2 separate regions of the Mus musculus genome follow, and region 1 is linked to region 2. A link is a contact called in public Micro-C data. All regions are on one chromosome and are shown on one strand. Each heading gives the region's core, a stretch centred on a gene start, on an enhancer-like site or on the middle of the called end of the contact. The rest is flanking DNA. Distances are from core to core; before and after follow the strand shown.

The links. Hi-C and Micro-C count contacts between places; a contact is called where the count stands out from the background.
Region 1: a Micro-C map of stem cell-derived neurons shows a contact between it and region 2, with 4 times the contacts expected there. The contact joins the enhancer-like site here to the promoter of Apobec2 in region 2. A contact is called at or near these places in 22 of 484 Hi-C or Micro-C datasets (the G1E-ER4 cell line, cardiomyocytes, embryonic fibroblasts and 12 more), 5 of 115 datasets of contacts at active chromatin or transcription factors (embryonic stem cells, pancreatic cancer cells and stem cell-derived epiblast-like cells) and 3 of 9 other capture datasets (adipose tissue, embryonic stem cells and pancreatic islet).

Annotation. Positions count from the first base shown.
Region 1 is chr17:48,502,923-48,510,273 of GRCm38.p6, forward strand. It overlaps a transcript of Unc5cl not described here. Among named protein-coding and RNA genes, the nearest start is that of Unc5cl, 52 kb to the left of the region's middle. Within about 2 kb of position 2,404, at least 24 of the 459 cell types and tissues checked have an H3K27ac peak or open chromatin away from gene starts, as enhancers often do. A contact at or near this core is called in embryonic stem cells, stem cell-derived epiblast-like cells, stem cell-derived neural progenitor cells and 2 more, where this site is marked.
Region 2 is chr17:48,426,785-48,434,121 of GRCm38.p6, forward strand. Apobec2 (apolipoprotein B mRNA editing enzyme, catalytic polypeptide 2) reads right to left here and starts at 5,944. Exons shown (of 3, transcript NM_009694.3): 1 at 5,695-5,944. The coding sequence starts at 5,825.

The DNA of each region.
Region 1 (7,351 bases), core at 1,154-3,653, 73 kb after region 2:
GCACTCAGGAGACAGACTCAGACAGAGTTCCAGGACAGCCTGATTTACAGAGCAAGTTCCAGGACAGCCAGGGCTACACAGAGAAACCCTGTCTCAAAACAAACAAACAAACAAACAATAAAACAAAACACCAGCATACTTCCCAGGCCCCCAAAGAAACAAAAAAACAAAGGAGGGCATTGGCCACTTTGGGGTGGACAGGTTCTACTGCTTGTACGTCTGTGACAAAGGGGCTGCAGAAATGAAGACATTCTAAAGAGACACCTGTTGCTCCAATTTGACTGTCAAACTATTGAAACAATGGACCCCAAGAAATGGTGATTTCCTCAGAAATCTCAAGCTCGGAGAAGAAAAGGAAGGAGGTTTACTTCTTGTCCAAGCACCTGGTAGGAAGCGATCGGAGTCGGGTCCTAGTCAGAGTTACCATTGCTGTGATGAACACCATGATCAAATTGAGCTGGGGAAGAAAGGGTTTATTCAGTTTACAATTCTATACTATAGTCCATCACTGAGGGAAGTCAGGACAAACCGCAACAGGGCAGGAACCTGGAGGCAGGAACTGATGCAGTGGCCATGGAGGAGTGCTGCTTACTGGCTTGCTCCTCATGGCTTGCTTAGCCTGCTTTCTGATAGAACCCAGGACCATTTGCCCAGGGTTTGCCCCACCCACAATGGGCGGGGCCCTCCCCCCATCAGTCATGATTATAAGTCATGCCCCACTGGCTTGTTTACAGCCTGGTCTTATGGAGGCGTTTTCTTCATTGAGGCCCCCACCTCTCCGATGATTCCAGCTGTGTCAAGTTGACATAAAACCAGCCAATACATCCGGATAACGGTGTGTCAGTGGTGGGCAGCATCACAGATTGACCTGCACATACATGCAGTACGTGCAGATTCCCAGCTCTCTGTTTAAAATGTAATCCCACTTGATGAGCCCCCCAAATAGACTTGAGGAGTCACTAGGTCACTTGCCCTTTTCTCAGTGTGCCCACATTGGATACATTTCCGTGCTCTGCTTTCCATCTTAATTGGCTTATTGAAGACTGGTGGCTGAGCTTGACTTATTGGGGTATAGGGTGTGACTCCAAGTTTGGTAACTCACCTAAGCAGTGAGCTCTGATGACGACTTTCTCTGGGGAGCTGTTTTCTTCCTCCTCTTCCTCTTCTTCATCTCTTTCTTCACTTCTTCGTTGGAATGTGTGTGTGTCTGTCGGTCTATCTGTCCATCTGTTCTCTCTCTGTGTGTGTCTGTTTCTCTGTATGTGTCTTTCTGTGTCTCTGTGTGTGTGTGTCTAGCTGCCTGTGTGTGCCTGTGTGTCTGTGTGTCTCTGTGTGTGTCTGACTATCAGTCTCTCTCTCTGTGTGTCTCTTTCTCTGTGTCTCTGTGTGTCTATATATGTGTGTGTCTGTCTGTCTGACTATCTCTCTGTGTGTCTGTTTCTCTGTGTGTCTTTCTGTGTCTCTGTGTGTTTCTATCTGTGCATGTGTCTTTGTGTGTGACTGTCAGTCTGTGTGTGTGTCTTGAGGCAGGAGCTCATGTCTCCCAGGGTGGCCCTGATCTCTCTATGTGGTCTAGGATAAAAGGGTGACCCTGAACTCCTGACTCTTTTCCTCCACTTCCCCAGGGCTGGGGTGGCAGCTTGTGGCCCACCAGGCCTGGTTTACATAGAGCTGGGGATGGAGCCTCAGACAAGCACCCTACTGGCTAAGTTGCATCCTAGCTCCTGTTTTCATGATTAAAAAGAACATTCACAACCCTACCTCTAAGTCATCAGCCAGGAAAGAGGCCACCCCATGGCCCAGCCTTCTCTCTCTCTAGTCCTCCCTGTTCCTGGTGCTGGAGACTCTCATGCCTGATTCACCTGCAGAGCTGAGCTCACTATGTCTGTTGGTGACTTCTGTGGGGTCAGCGCTGTATGCTGTGATTTTGGGGGCCTCAGACCAGCTGTGATCAGACCTTGCCAGAAGGGAGCTTTTGTTTGCAGGCTTTTTCTGGGTCACAGCTACAGGCACCCCATTTCCATTCTGGAATGGAAAGCTGAAAGGGAGGCAGTTTTATTTCCCTGTATTTTGCCTCCTTATCAACCGGGACAGTTTGTTGTTCTTTCTGATTCTTAGATCCGGAATTTCAGCACTGGAAAAGGCTCCCCTGCTGTTTCATTCAAGCAGACAAAAACCTCAGAGCTTAGCTCCCTACAGAGCATCTTGGCGATTCAGCATGAAGAATATTTTTAATTGTCATTCCCAATTAGACACTCCATACTTCCTAGTGTATCCACCTGACTTTGATGTCTGTACAGGCCCATTCTCTACCTGGCTCTGTTTTGTTGTTTTTACTGGCCTTAGCAGGGTCTTTTGTGAGCTGGTAATTTGGTCCCTGGTCTCTTAGCAACCAGGAACTTTTCCAGCTGACTGCTGAACCAGACTTGGGAGTTGCAAAGTTTATCAGAGCTCTCATGAAGGACAGAGTCTGTCCCAGAGCTGGTGATTTTAAATGAATATTTGGATAAGACATTTTATCTAGTGCTTCAGGACAGGAGTACTCACAAAGGCAGCAGGCACAAAGTGTATATGTGGAGACTGGTATGGCCCAGATTGTCTCCTGTTCCCAGCTGATCCATTGTTCCCTGACCCAGTAGTGCCAGGCACTTCCTGTCCTCTGAGATGTACCCAGTAAGAAGTGGTCATGCCTTAGCCTTGGAGAGGTCCCTCCAATGTGCTGTTTCTTCTCAGGGCCATGGCCAACATGGTCCATATACACTTAGTACCTGCCCACTGTATCTGAGCTGTTTGCTCAGAGAGATATACAGATCACAACGGAGCCTCATAGAACTCACAGTTTAGGAGGGAAGGCACACAGATAAATGCCCTACAGTCCAGGGTACAGACAAGCACATTATTAACTTGGCCTTCTCCTCAGTGGAGTACTCCATTTTGATGCAGGCTCTTTATTAAGTCTGGCAGTGGGCTGGTCCGGCTCTCAGAGAAACTCTGCTGGAACAGTCGTCAGTGGTATGTACATTTGGCTTGCCTAGGCTAGATAGCTCGGAGCCTGTGGATGAGGCCTGGCTTCTCAGAGCCAGACAGAGGAGTGTAGATGCTCATCTATGCCCCCACCTTGATGAGTACCCAGCATTACTTCTAAGCATGTTGACTGCTCAGAGGGTAAAGGCACTTCCTGACAAGGCTGACAACCTGAGTTCTATCCCTAGAACCCACAGGGTGTGAGGAGCTAACATACTCTGGCAAGTTGTCCTCAGATGATATGGCACGTGTCCTCTTGAATCTCCCTTCGAATAAATAAATGCACATAAATTAAACAGTGCTATGTGGGTAGAGGGGATCATGAGCAATGGGAGATACAGACCCGTGACTTCACAGGAGAGTGGAAAGATTTATAGTTATATTCAAAAGCACCACAGTAGGAAAGGGTATTCGGGGGCAGGAGTTATGGATTCTAGGGTGGCACTGTCCTGCTCTTCCTCACAATGTGACCTTATGTTAGCTACTTGTCTGCTTGGAACCCTTCTAATTTAGATGAGCAGTAGAGGAGGCGGCTCAAAACCACTTACTATGTGTGAGTGGAGTGTTTGCCGTAGGAGCAATTGAATAGGTGAACTGTTGGATAGACACAAGCCTTCGAATTTTCAAGCTGAGGCTCAAGGACTGTGGTCTAGTTCTGTGGTTTTATAGATAAGAAAATTGAGGTTTGGAGGAGTTAAAGGTCTTAGGCATGGTCCAGGAGTGAGCCCGTGGTGCCAGGGACAAGCAGGCCCCAGGTCACCGAACCACATATTATACCAGGCCATAAAACTCAGGTATTATACAGTTACACATGGATTGTCACCTAAACATCCACCGTCAGGAGGTCTTTCCTTCCATGGGCCTGAAAGATCACGCATAAGAAGCCATCTGGAACCTCCCATTATGTGAAACCTGGAAAGTCATTAGCTGTGCTTAGCCGCTTGGTGGCCAGAGCTGTGTCTGTAGCCGGCTCTTCTTGGGCCCTTAGCCCAGGATAGCCGCAGAGAACAGAGCTGAGGTGTGGGTTGAGGAGAGGTGAGCTTGATTTCTGGTTTGGGTTCTGATGTGTCTCATACCAGCCATATTCAGAAGTGGTTCTTGTGCATATATAATAGAGTGATTGAGTTAAATAATAGATGACAAGAGGCCACGGGAGGTGGAGGAGCAAAGGAGAGGAAGTCTAATTTCAGATTAAATTGGAAAGGACACTAAGCCCCTGAGAGACGGCTCTGAGAAGGCAGATGAGGCCAGTGGAACCAGGAACAAAAAGAGTTGGCGAGATGAGTCACCGTGTGGTTCATTAAGGCCCTAGGAGCAAGGGAAGAGGAGGGGAAGGGGAGGGAAGGATGGAGGGGGTAAGGGGGAACAGAAGGAGAGGGGAGAAAGATGAGGAGAGAGGGGGAAAATGACAGAGAGGGAGAGGAAGAGATCCAGCCCAGTGTGGTAATAAAAAGTGGGAAAATACTGTAGTCACTTTTCAAGGAATTGGATTCCTGTATCTGAATTTAGAATTTGACTTTGTATTTGAACATAGATACACATGCAGACACAGTCACACAGGCACAGATACAGAGACACAGTCAAACACACACAGTCACACACACATCGTCACACACAGAGAGACACATAGACACACAGACAGACAAACTGACACATACAAAGAGACAGACATACAGAGACAGACAGACAGATAGACAGACACACACACGCACACACACACACATGTGCGCGTGTGTTTAGCATATTCTCAAATCCACTTTCATGTCACACACACACACACATGATTTTATGTGTTTATGGACAGCATACTCACATAAGTGACAGACATGTAATATTTGTCTTTCTGAGACTGGCATAATTCACTCAGTGTGATGATCTCTACAATACACACTTTCTTCCTTTAGGACAGAACTTTGTTTTTTCTTACAGCTGAAAGAAAACCCATTGTGTATATAAACCACACTTTCTCCGTATGTTGCTCTCTTGTGGGGCACCCAGTTTGGTTCCAGAATGTAAGCATTGTGAATAGCTGCTGTCATATTTAGTCAGGGAGAATAAAGGGGTGGGGTTGGGGGTGGAGGAACACCCTAAAAACAGAGTAAGGATGGAGACCATTGACTCTTCATGACACATGGGCTTTCCAGAGCTGGGCTAGTCACCATGTGGCCTCATGGAGAGCCACCAGGCTGCTGATTGGCCCATGAGCTGCTGGGCCAGTTTCACTATCAGTTCAGGTGTTAGGGAGAAACCAGCAAGTTGGAAACATTGGGCCAGTCAGCTGGGGTTCCTAGTGAGGAACTGACTCCCTGATGTGCATGCAGAATCTCCCCATTCTCAACTAACCTGCTCCCTCTCCCCAGTGTCCCCACACTCAGCTAACCACCCCCACTGCTGTGAGCACAGCTTAGGGAAGGGAGATCTGTTAGAGTCCTGGCAGGAGGAGACAGCTCACCATGGCAGAGGAGATGCAGAGGAGAGAGCGTGAAGCCAGTGACCACGTCCCACCCGCTGTCAGGAAACAGAGGTGAAGACCAGTGGCCAGCTCACATTCTCTCTATTTAGTTAGGTCCCTAGCCCGTGTCACCTATCGTCGAGGTGTACGTTCTCAGCTCAAGGAACCCAACCTTGAAACTCCCTCATAGACACGGCTGCAGGCTTGGGTTCTGGGTGATTCTTTCAGCTGAGATGACAGTCAGTCAACTCGGTCACCCATCAATTATCCGTCAGCCCAACACCGTACCATCTACTGGTTCCTAAAGACTCTCCTTCTGGTCTTGCCACCGTACAGACTAGACCTGCCTCTATTCTTGCCCCTGTAACCCACTCCTGCCTTGCTTCAGTTTGTCACAGCTATCTACTTCAGTTTCCAACACACCAGCTCTCTTTCCGGCATTCATCTCTCTTCTCCCATGTCTCTTAGCAACTCTGTTATCTCGTCGCTTCTCAGTACACTTGTCTTTACAAGATTAAAACCCTGATGGGGTTAAAAAAAAAACCCTTTACAAGATTAAACCCTTTGGGTTCTAGCTGGACACCCCCAGAGCGTGGATTTCCATCATTTTTGCTCTTCAGAGTACACTAGAAATGATATTTGTATAGCCCATGGGGTCAGCTCAGCACGGGCTCTATCTGGTCTCTCTCTGGCCAAGGTTTTCAGCCATCTGAAGTCCATTCTTAGTCCAGTCTTTCAGAGGTCTATATAGGATTTAACACACCTCCAGTCCTACCAAATACTCATTTTAGAGTTGTATGTTGCTCGCTTGGCCTTTGGCTCCCTCCACAAAGGACATCAATCCCAAAGACTTGAAAGGCTGGTCCTCCATTAGACCAGTGTGGTGGTGCCCAGCAGGACAGAGTCACCTGCCTTAGTCAGGAAAGTTCAGCCACAAAACACTGGGGGGATGGGGCTTTCAAAACATCGCTCTAGTTACCAGTACCTGGGTCTGAAAGGAGCTAGATGACCCTGCGGTCTCCATGTTTGTGAGTTTTCATTCTGTCTAGCAGGAGGGACCTGACAAACCTGCGGGTTCCAACAGATCTCAGGAAAACCCGTGAACCCTACAGAAGGCTGCAGCCCTGGGGTATTGAATGGAGGCCGAGGACCAGCCAGGCTGTGAGAGAGCTCTGCTGAGAGAAACCAAAGTCACCCCTTCGCCCTTCCACTGGGGCCCAGTGTGGAGTACAAGTCCCCAGGAGGGTGGGTGAGGAAGCACCATTCCAGGTCCAGCCAAGGAGAGAGGCAGAGGCATGGCTGGATTCTGAGGAAGCATAGTGGGACTTTAAGAGACCTCACTTTGCAGGAGACAGTGGGTCCCTGGGGGCGGGCCTTGAGGTTTTACATCCATCTTCACTTCCTGTCTCTTTTCTGCTTCCAGAGTGCAGGTGTGATGGCACTAACTGGCTCAAGCCGCTGGTGCTGTGCCTCCCTGGAGTGTGGCTGAGTGGGGCAGAGGCCGTGAACACATGATTCATAGGGGGTGGCTGGAAGATGCCAGGAGTCTAGCTGCTGTCTTTCTGGGTAACTTTACTTGGACCCCATAATTCCCTGTTGCATTCAGCTGTGTACCATTCCTGACCTGGGGGTTTTCATCTTCCTTTCTCTCCCTCCCTTCCTTTTTCCTTCCTTCCTTCCTTCCTTCCTTCCTTCCTTCCTTCCTTCCTTCCTTCCTTCCTTCCTTCCTTCCTTCCTCCCTTCCTTCCTCCCTCCTTCCCTCCTCCTTCTTTCTTTCTTTCTTTCTTTCTTTCTTTCTTTCTTTCTCTCTCTCTCTCTCTCTTCCTTTCTCTCCCTCTTTCTCTCTCCCTCTTTCTTTCTTTTTTTCTTTCTTTC
Region 2 (7,337 bases), core at 4,694-7,193:
CGCCCCGTGTGGTACTTCGTCAGGGGGTTTTTCCTGGTGCTCTTCCCCTCCCCCAGATGTCCGAAGCACGGTTCCAACTTTGTTCACTGTAGCCTCACTAAAAGCAAGAATTTGGCTCAGCCAACAGGAGCAAGCTAGCTCAGTGGATGAGAACTGAGCCCCTCCCTCATAAACTCTGACATTTGCCCCCGTCCTCCTCTTCCCCAAGCATGAAGAGAGGACCCAGAAACCCTAAACCCATGGGAGAGGAAGAAAGGTCACCTCACTATAAATACCCACGTCTGAACCAGCCCTGCCAGCAGCCCAGGGCCTGCCTGCCCCTCACAGGGCCTCTGCGCTAGCTCCTTCCGGGAGGACCTGTGGCCTCCACTTTCCTTTGGCGTGGCGAGAGCCTGAGCTTGCTTGGCTCCTTTGGTTCCTCACTGAGGCATTTTGGTCAGAAGGAGAATAAAGGTCACATGAGGTTCGTTGGGTCTCCTGTAGACTACCTCAATCAGGAAAGGGCTGGCAGAGGTCTGACATCAATGCAGGGAGCAGGTCACATGGGTACCTCAGGCAACTGGGGAAACACGGGATATGCCAGGACTACTTAGCCCCTTAGGGGAGGAAAGGAAGCAGAGGCGTCTGTCTAATTTCTCCACTCTCAACCTGTTTCCTAAGAACACAGTGTGCCTAAGCATCACTCTCCACCTCAGTAGATTTCCCCACTAAAGAAGCAGTGGGCATTTGTGTAATTGTGTGCATTTGCGCATGTGTGTTGGGGGAGGGGAGGCTAGAGTGACACTCGACTGGAAGTCTTGTTTCTCTGTATTTAGTCACTCGTTCAGATGTAGACCTGGGGTGTGGTTCCAGTTCTTGCTTGTAGGCACCGCTTACAATGGGCATTGAATGGAACAAACCAGAATCCTAATATCTAGCCAAACAAACAAACAAACAAACAAACAAAGTCAGCCGAATAAGGGGGACCTAATATGGGCATATGTGGTATGCATTTTTTTTCTAAGGTGTAAACGTTAAAACATTTGTGTTAGCCGGGCGTGGTGGCGCACGCCTTTAATCCCAGCACTTGGGAGGCAGAGACAGGCGGATTTCTGAGTTTGAGGACAGCCTGGTCTACAGAGTGAATTCCAGGACAGCCAGGGCTACACAGAGAAACCCTGTCTCAAAAAACCAAAAAAAAAAAAATTGTTTCCTAAGCGCAAATATACAGTGAGAGGAAGTAGACTAGGAATCCCCAGCATCTAGCTGGTCAGAGATGAGTTTTTTTTTTTTTTTTTTTGCTACAAAAGTAACCCTGGAGTGGAAAGTCTGCTCAGATACTGATATGTCTCAGGTTATCCCCAACAGACCCGTGTGCGACATGTGTGTGTTACAGGAAGAGTTGCGGCTCTCAGTAACCGCCTTTCTCAGGCCTGCTCAATATGGGATGCTGCTCGGGGAGAGGAGTGCAGAGCTGAGGAAAGGATGCTAGATTTGCAGGGCTGCAAGAAGTTGTCTGCCTGAGGCAAGCAGGAAGTCTGTGCCTTCTCTGTGGGAGACACTCTTTCCACTCTGTTGATCCGCCCTGAAGGCCAGGGTGGCAGCTGGTGGGCCGTTTCCTGGTTCTAGTAGCACACTCCCCAGCACGTCCAGAGACCAGGGTGGGGAAATGTGACACTAATAGGGCATGGGTGTTATAGCCGATGACTTTAACCCAGCACTTGGGGGTTGGGAGTGGGGGTAGAGATGGGTGGATCTCTGTGAACTGGAAGGCAGCCTGGTCTACTTAATTAGTTCCGGGATAACCAGAGCTACATAGTGAGACCCTGTCTCAAAAAAACACTAAAGCTCAGTGGCTAAAGTGCTTGCTGTTCAAGAGTCAGGACCCAACTTTGAGTCCTCAGAACCTAAGTAAAGAGTCAGATGTGGGAGTGCCCTTGTCTGTAATCCGGGCATTCCTACGGGAATGTGGAAAGCAGAAACAGAATATTTCCTGGCAGCTCACGGGCCATCGATCAGACACAGTGGAAAAAACAAGAGGCCCTGCCTCAAACAGGTGAAAGATGGGGATAGACCCTCAAGGGGGTTCTCCTCTGACCTCCACATGTATGTACATCATGGTGTGCATGCTCCCCACACTCACACAAATGGGTGCACACAAACGTGCACACACACACACACACAACTGATGTTGAAGGCTCACTGCATAGTGAGTAAAACATCCGTTCAGATACAGTAAAATAAGTAAGTGTAGAAGAATAAGATGTGGTTAAAAGAAAACTCATCCTGCCATTTATCCTCAGTCTGCAGGAACCCCTGTGGCAGCAGGCCGTGCTTTCTACAGAAACATATTCGATGTCACTCATGGCAGAGATGGAAAGATGGGGATCACGTTGTCCTCAAGCATCCCTGAGCTTGCTGCAAGGGCATGCCCGGAAAATTCTGTCTGTGCTGAGAACTGCAAGTCTCTCTGTGTTCTGATCTTCTCTGCATAAGCACCCCTCTCTCTGGTCTGCTTCCCATCACAGTGGCTTGCAGAGAGCCTAACACACGGAAGTGCTCATTCATTAGGTCCATTCATTTGCCCCACCAATATTTATTGAGTACCAGTTGAGAGCTGGAGATAAAGTGGTGCAGGAGAGTCTCGTGTAGGAGAGCTATTCTCACGGAAACAAGCAGTGAGCGTGCAATTCATAGCGTGCTAATATTTGTGACTATAAAAGCCCTCTTTGTGGTTTGCTTAGGGGTAGTACTACGCTTTGTAGTCATAAAGTCCTAGAATTCATGCCCTATGACTCTGGCTAACCTTGAGCAAAGTCCCTGTCCCTCTGAGGTGTATTTCTATATGCAAATGAGTGAGTGATCCAATCACTGAGACTTTGAACAATGGTAGATGCTTAATAATGGATAATAGCTTTTCTACGTCTCAGGTCGCATCTTTCAAAAAGCCATCCTGAGTTTAACCAAACCACAGAAAGAGAAACTTCTGGAACTGAGAGAAATATACTCAGCTCTTTGAGGAAAAGAAAAAAATTCCCTAAGCTGTAACATGATTTTTTTTTTTATATATCACAACCACCACCACCATCATTATCATCATCATCGTGTGTATGTTCATTTGTTGCACATGCTGTGTGGTGTGGACAGCAGTCTGTGCATGTCATGCCACCCGTGTGGAAGCCAGAGGACAATTTTGTGAAGTCAGTTCTCCCCTTCCACCTTTGTGTGGGTTCCGGGAATCGAACTCAGGTTGCTGGGCTTGCAGGCCAAGGACCTTTACCTGTTGAGCCATTTTGCAAGCCCAATATTTGCTGATTTCTCTCGTGTAAATCCTGCACTGTGAAGACTTCAGGGTATCAGTGGAAATCCCTGGATACAGGCCAGGGAAGAGGTGGGCAGAGTCTCCTCTCCAGATGGGAGGAACTGCCTTCATCACACACTGTGGTTTGAGACCCTTTTCAGAATCTTCCACCATCTTTCTTTGTTCTTATGCTCAGGACTGCTTTCTGTCTATCTGTCCATCTGAAGTACCCCATGTAAACAATCACAACAGACAAGTCTCTCTCATTCCTCTATAAACACTCCTCTCCCCGATCTGTTCCCTGCAAAGCACCCCCCCCCCCCCACTCTTCTACTGGTTTCAGCCCAAATCTAAGGAGCATTTTAGACTGGTTCCCTGTGGAGTCTAGACTAGGAAGGGAGCAGCTTCGCCGGCCCTTTGGAAAGGAAGGAAAGGCGAGCCATCTTTGCTGGCCCTGCAAAGGCACAGCCACACCTCTGGGCTATTTTAAGTAACTGTTTATCCAGAGAGGCCCAAGAGACAGATCACCACAGCTGCTGTCTGTGTCCAGGAAACACTCAGAGTCCTGCCTCCATCCAGAAGTGCTCTCAGAGATCTCAGAATGGTACCCCTCTGTGTCCCTTTCCCTGAGCCGTGAGTCATAGAAAACCTCTAACTCTCATTACCGTGGGAGACCTGTGGGCCAGACACTTGGCTAGGAGTCCTAAAACCTACAGCTTCCTGGTTCTGTGGTCTTAGGTATATTGTTTCGTTTCCCTGACTCTGCTTCTCCTCCCCTCTCCCCTCTCTCCTCTCCCCTCTCCCCTCTCCCCTCTCCCCTCTCCCCTCTCCCCTCTCCCCTCTCCCTTCTCCCATCTCCTCTCTCTCTCTCTCTGCATTACCTGAGGGTGAATAAGCATATTCTCTTCACTATGTGTTGTAAAGCCTTAGACAAATGCCAGTTACTTCAGAGAACCTTTAGGCTCCATTTCCCCGGGACCCCAATACATCTTCACTTTAAAAAAAGGTCTAATTTTATTGTTGACCCACCTTGCCCTGTACCTGGGAGATCAAAAGCTGCATAGAGTGGAAGGTATGTGTGTAACCCAGGACAGCATGGTCCAGGATGCTCGGGTGTCAGTAAAAGGATCCTCTCCCATAGGCGAGCCACTGGAATGGAGGACCCTGCTGGCCTATTTGCCCTAGGCTTCCCCTGTGTCTATATTAGTCTGTGCCCAGCTGCTGCCTTAATCCTAGGATGAGCGCAAGATGATCTGGGCGAGCAAGAGTGAATGGAAGTTCAATGCCTACTCACATCTCAGAAACCAAGCAACACTTCCCCCTGGGTTCTCTTAGAAGTCAGAAAATATCTGAGCAGGAAGGGACATTAAGAATCAAGTCGGGTAGCTTCCTCATGTTTGAAACAAGAAAGTAGAGGCCAGGCCTGGAGCAATACAGGTCAAGCATAAAACAGCAAGTCCAAACTGCTCCCCAGGGCTGCTCCTCCTCCTTCAGGCCTTTGTTCCTCCTGAGACTTGGTGTGCCCCCACCCAGCCTTTGCGCGCATTGCTGGAGAAATGCTATGAAGGGAACCGAAGTTCAGGAAGGAAACTTGGATTTAGCGGCATCTTCCTCTCTAGGAATAGAGAGAGATAAGGAGAAAGGCTACTTGCATTCATTTCTGGGGGCAACACAATCTGGACAAGAGGGGACCCTGTAGACTAACTTGAGCCCAGTGGCTATAAACTGTGCTTAAGCTTCCAGTATCTGCAGCTTGGAGATGACTTCTTGCTGGGGCCATCTTTAAATATGCCGTTCTCACTGAACTTGTTGGGATTGGGCTATATGCACAGGCAGATGATGTCCGATACCCCGCAAGACCGATCGCTGCCAGGGCCCCTTCTCCTTCTCCACAGCATCCATACCACCACTCTTCCAGAAACTTCTCTCAGTATGGCACCCATTCTGCCTTTGCACATTTGCAGAGACTGCCATGAAGAAAATGTTATGTAGTTTCATTCTGGGGGTTCCATTCCTTCCACATCCTCCTGATTACAGGGTCTAAGTTGTCACCTCAAAAAGCCAAGAGTATCTGGACCTGGTGTTAGCTGCTTTTAATCCCAGCAATGAAGAGGCAGAGGCAGGAGGAGGATCGCTGTGAGTTCAAGACCAGCCTGGTCTACATAGTGCGATCCAGGCCAGCCAGAGTTACATGGTAAAACACTGATTCAAATTAATTAATTAATTAATTAATTAATTAATTAATTAATTAAAAAAGACAAGAGGCCTTTGCTGCCCAGAAGCCTCCTGCTAGCATGCTGGACGCACAGCTTGTGGCTGACCTTGGGCTTCCCTATTCTTGTCCTAACCTTCCACAGCCTGCTCAGACCCCACCCTTTCCCAGGCAGGAGCCCCAGCCCCCACACAAGGCTTACCCAGTGACAATCTCGAAGGGCGGAAGATCGATCAGCTCTTTCAGCTTCTCAGGGTCTTCCAGGTTCTCCAAATCATCTCCATTCTGAGAGGCTGGCGCCGCAGCCTCAGCGGCCTCTTCCTTCTGAGCCATGGAGGAACTGTGGCCGAAATGTGGAGAGGTTGTCAAGCCAGCCAAGGGCCTGGCGGCAGAGTCCCAAGCAGCTGTCAGCAGCTAAGCCTGGCTGGGGATGACAGAGAGAGGACCGGATTTGGTGCTCCCCACAACTCAGCTGCAGGCTTTATAAGCAGGCCCTCCCGCCCCACCCTTGGAGCTCTCTCACTCATCTTTTTTTAATTGGATGACTGACAGGGTGACAGGGTGGGGGAATGGAAACTCTGGCCATGTGTATTCCCCCTATTTATCAGCAGGCAGACAGGAAGCTGGCAGGTGGGGAGGGCTGGGCCAATTCTACCCCGTCTCTCCTCTCTCGTTTACCCAGACTCGACTGAGTTTTAGGGGAGAAGGCCTCTCATTGTTTTAAACAGATAAGGCCTGTGATGAAGGAGGGACTTGTAGTGACCCCCCTCCCCCGCCCACGTTGGGGGGAACTCGGGTTTAGGAAAAGAGGGTCTTTGTGGGACATGAGTTAGAAACCAATGATTTGAGAGGAGAATGTCTGTTGCTACTCAGGGTCTGCATGTTATGTTCGTTGTGAGCCCGAGTGGGTAGGTGGATGGATGCGCGTTTGCGCATGCGCACGAGCATATGCTCGCCCGTGAGTGCATCGGCCAGAAGACCTGATCAGGTGCCTTCCTCTGTCAATCTCCACCTATTTCTTTGAGGCAGGCCATCTCCTTAAACCTAATGCTTCACACTCCGAGTTAGGCTTGAAGGCAGTAAACCCCCGGCCATCCTCAGGCCTCTGCCCTGCTCAGAGTCTTCGTCCCCTTCATCAGTCCTGTGCCTGCCTGAGGGCGCATGCTGAGCAGATGCTCTGTTGGCAACGGTTCCAGGCACTGAGGTGCAGAACAGACCAAAGGAAGAAGCAAAGAAAAGCCCTGCTCTCCCGGAGCTTGCAGGGGTCAGCTGCTATATCCGCTAAGTAAAATAACTTCATGTGTTTTGGTAAGTGCTGGGGAGAACTGGCAAGGAAGCATCTGAAAAAGACAAAGAGTGAGATTACATTTTGAAAAGATGTTTACTTTTTCTTTATTTCCTTGTTTGTTCTTGAGAAAGAGTCTCTCTGTCTTGACCAGCCTGGCCTTGAACCCACAAAGGCATGTGCCACTACACCTGATCCTTATTTTTTATTTTTAGTTATCTGCTGTTAAGTCTCTGGGTGCATATATGCATATAAGTGCAGATGCCTGCAGAGGCCAGAAGAGGGCGTCAGATACCTTGGAGGTGGAATGCAGGAAGCTATGAGCTGCCCCATGTGGGTACTGTATTCCAGTCGTCTGCAAGAGCAATGTGTGCTCGTAACTTCTGGGCCATCTATCTCTTTAGCCCCAAGATTACATTTTGATAAGGAAGGACTTTGGAAAGAAACGGATCAGTCCAAAGGAGACAAAGGAAACATTCATCTGACTATCTAAAAGGAAAGTTCTCCGAGCAGACGTGGAGGGGGTGGGGGAAGAGGTAGGGGAAGGTGTGTACAGGAGA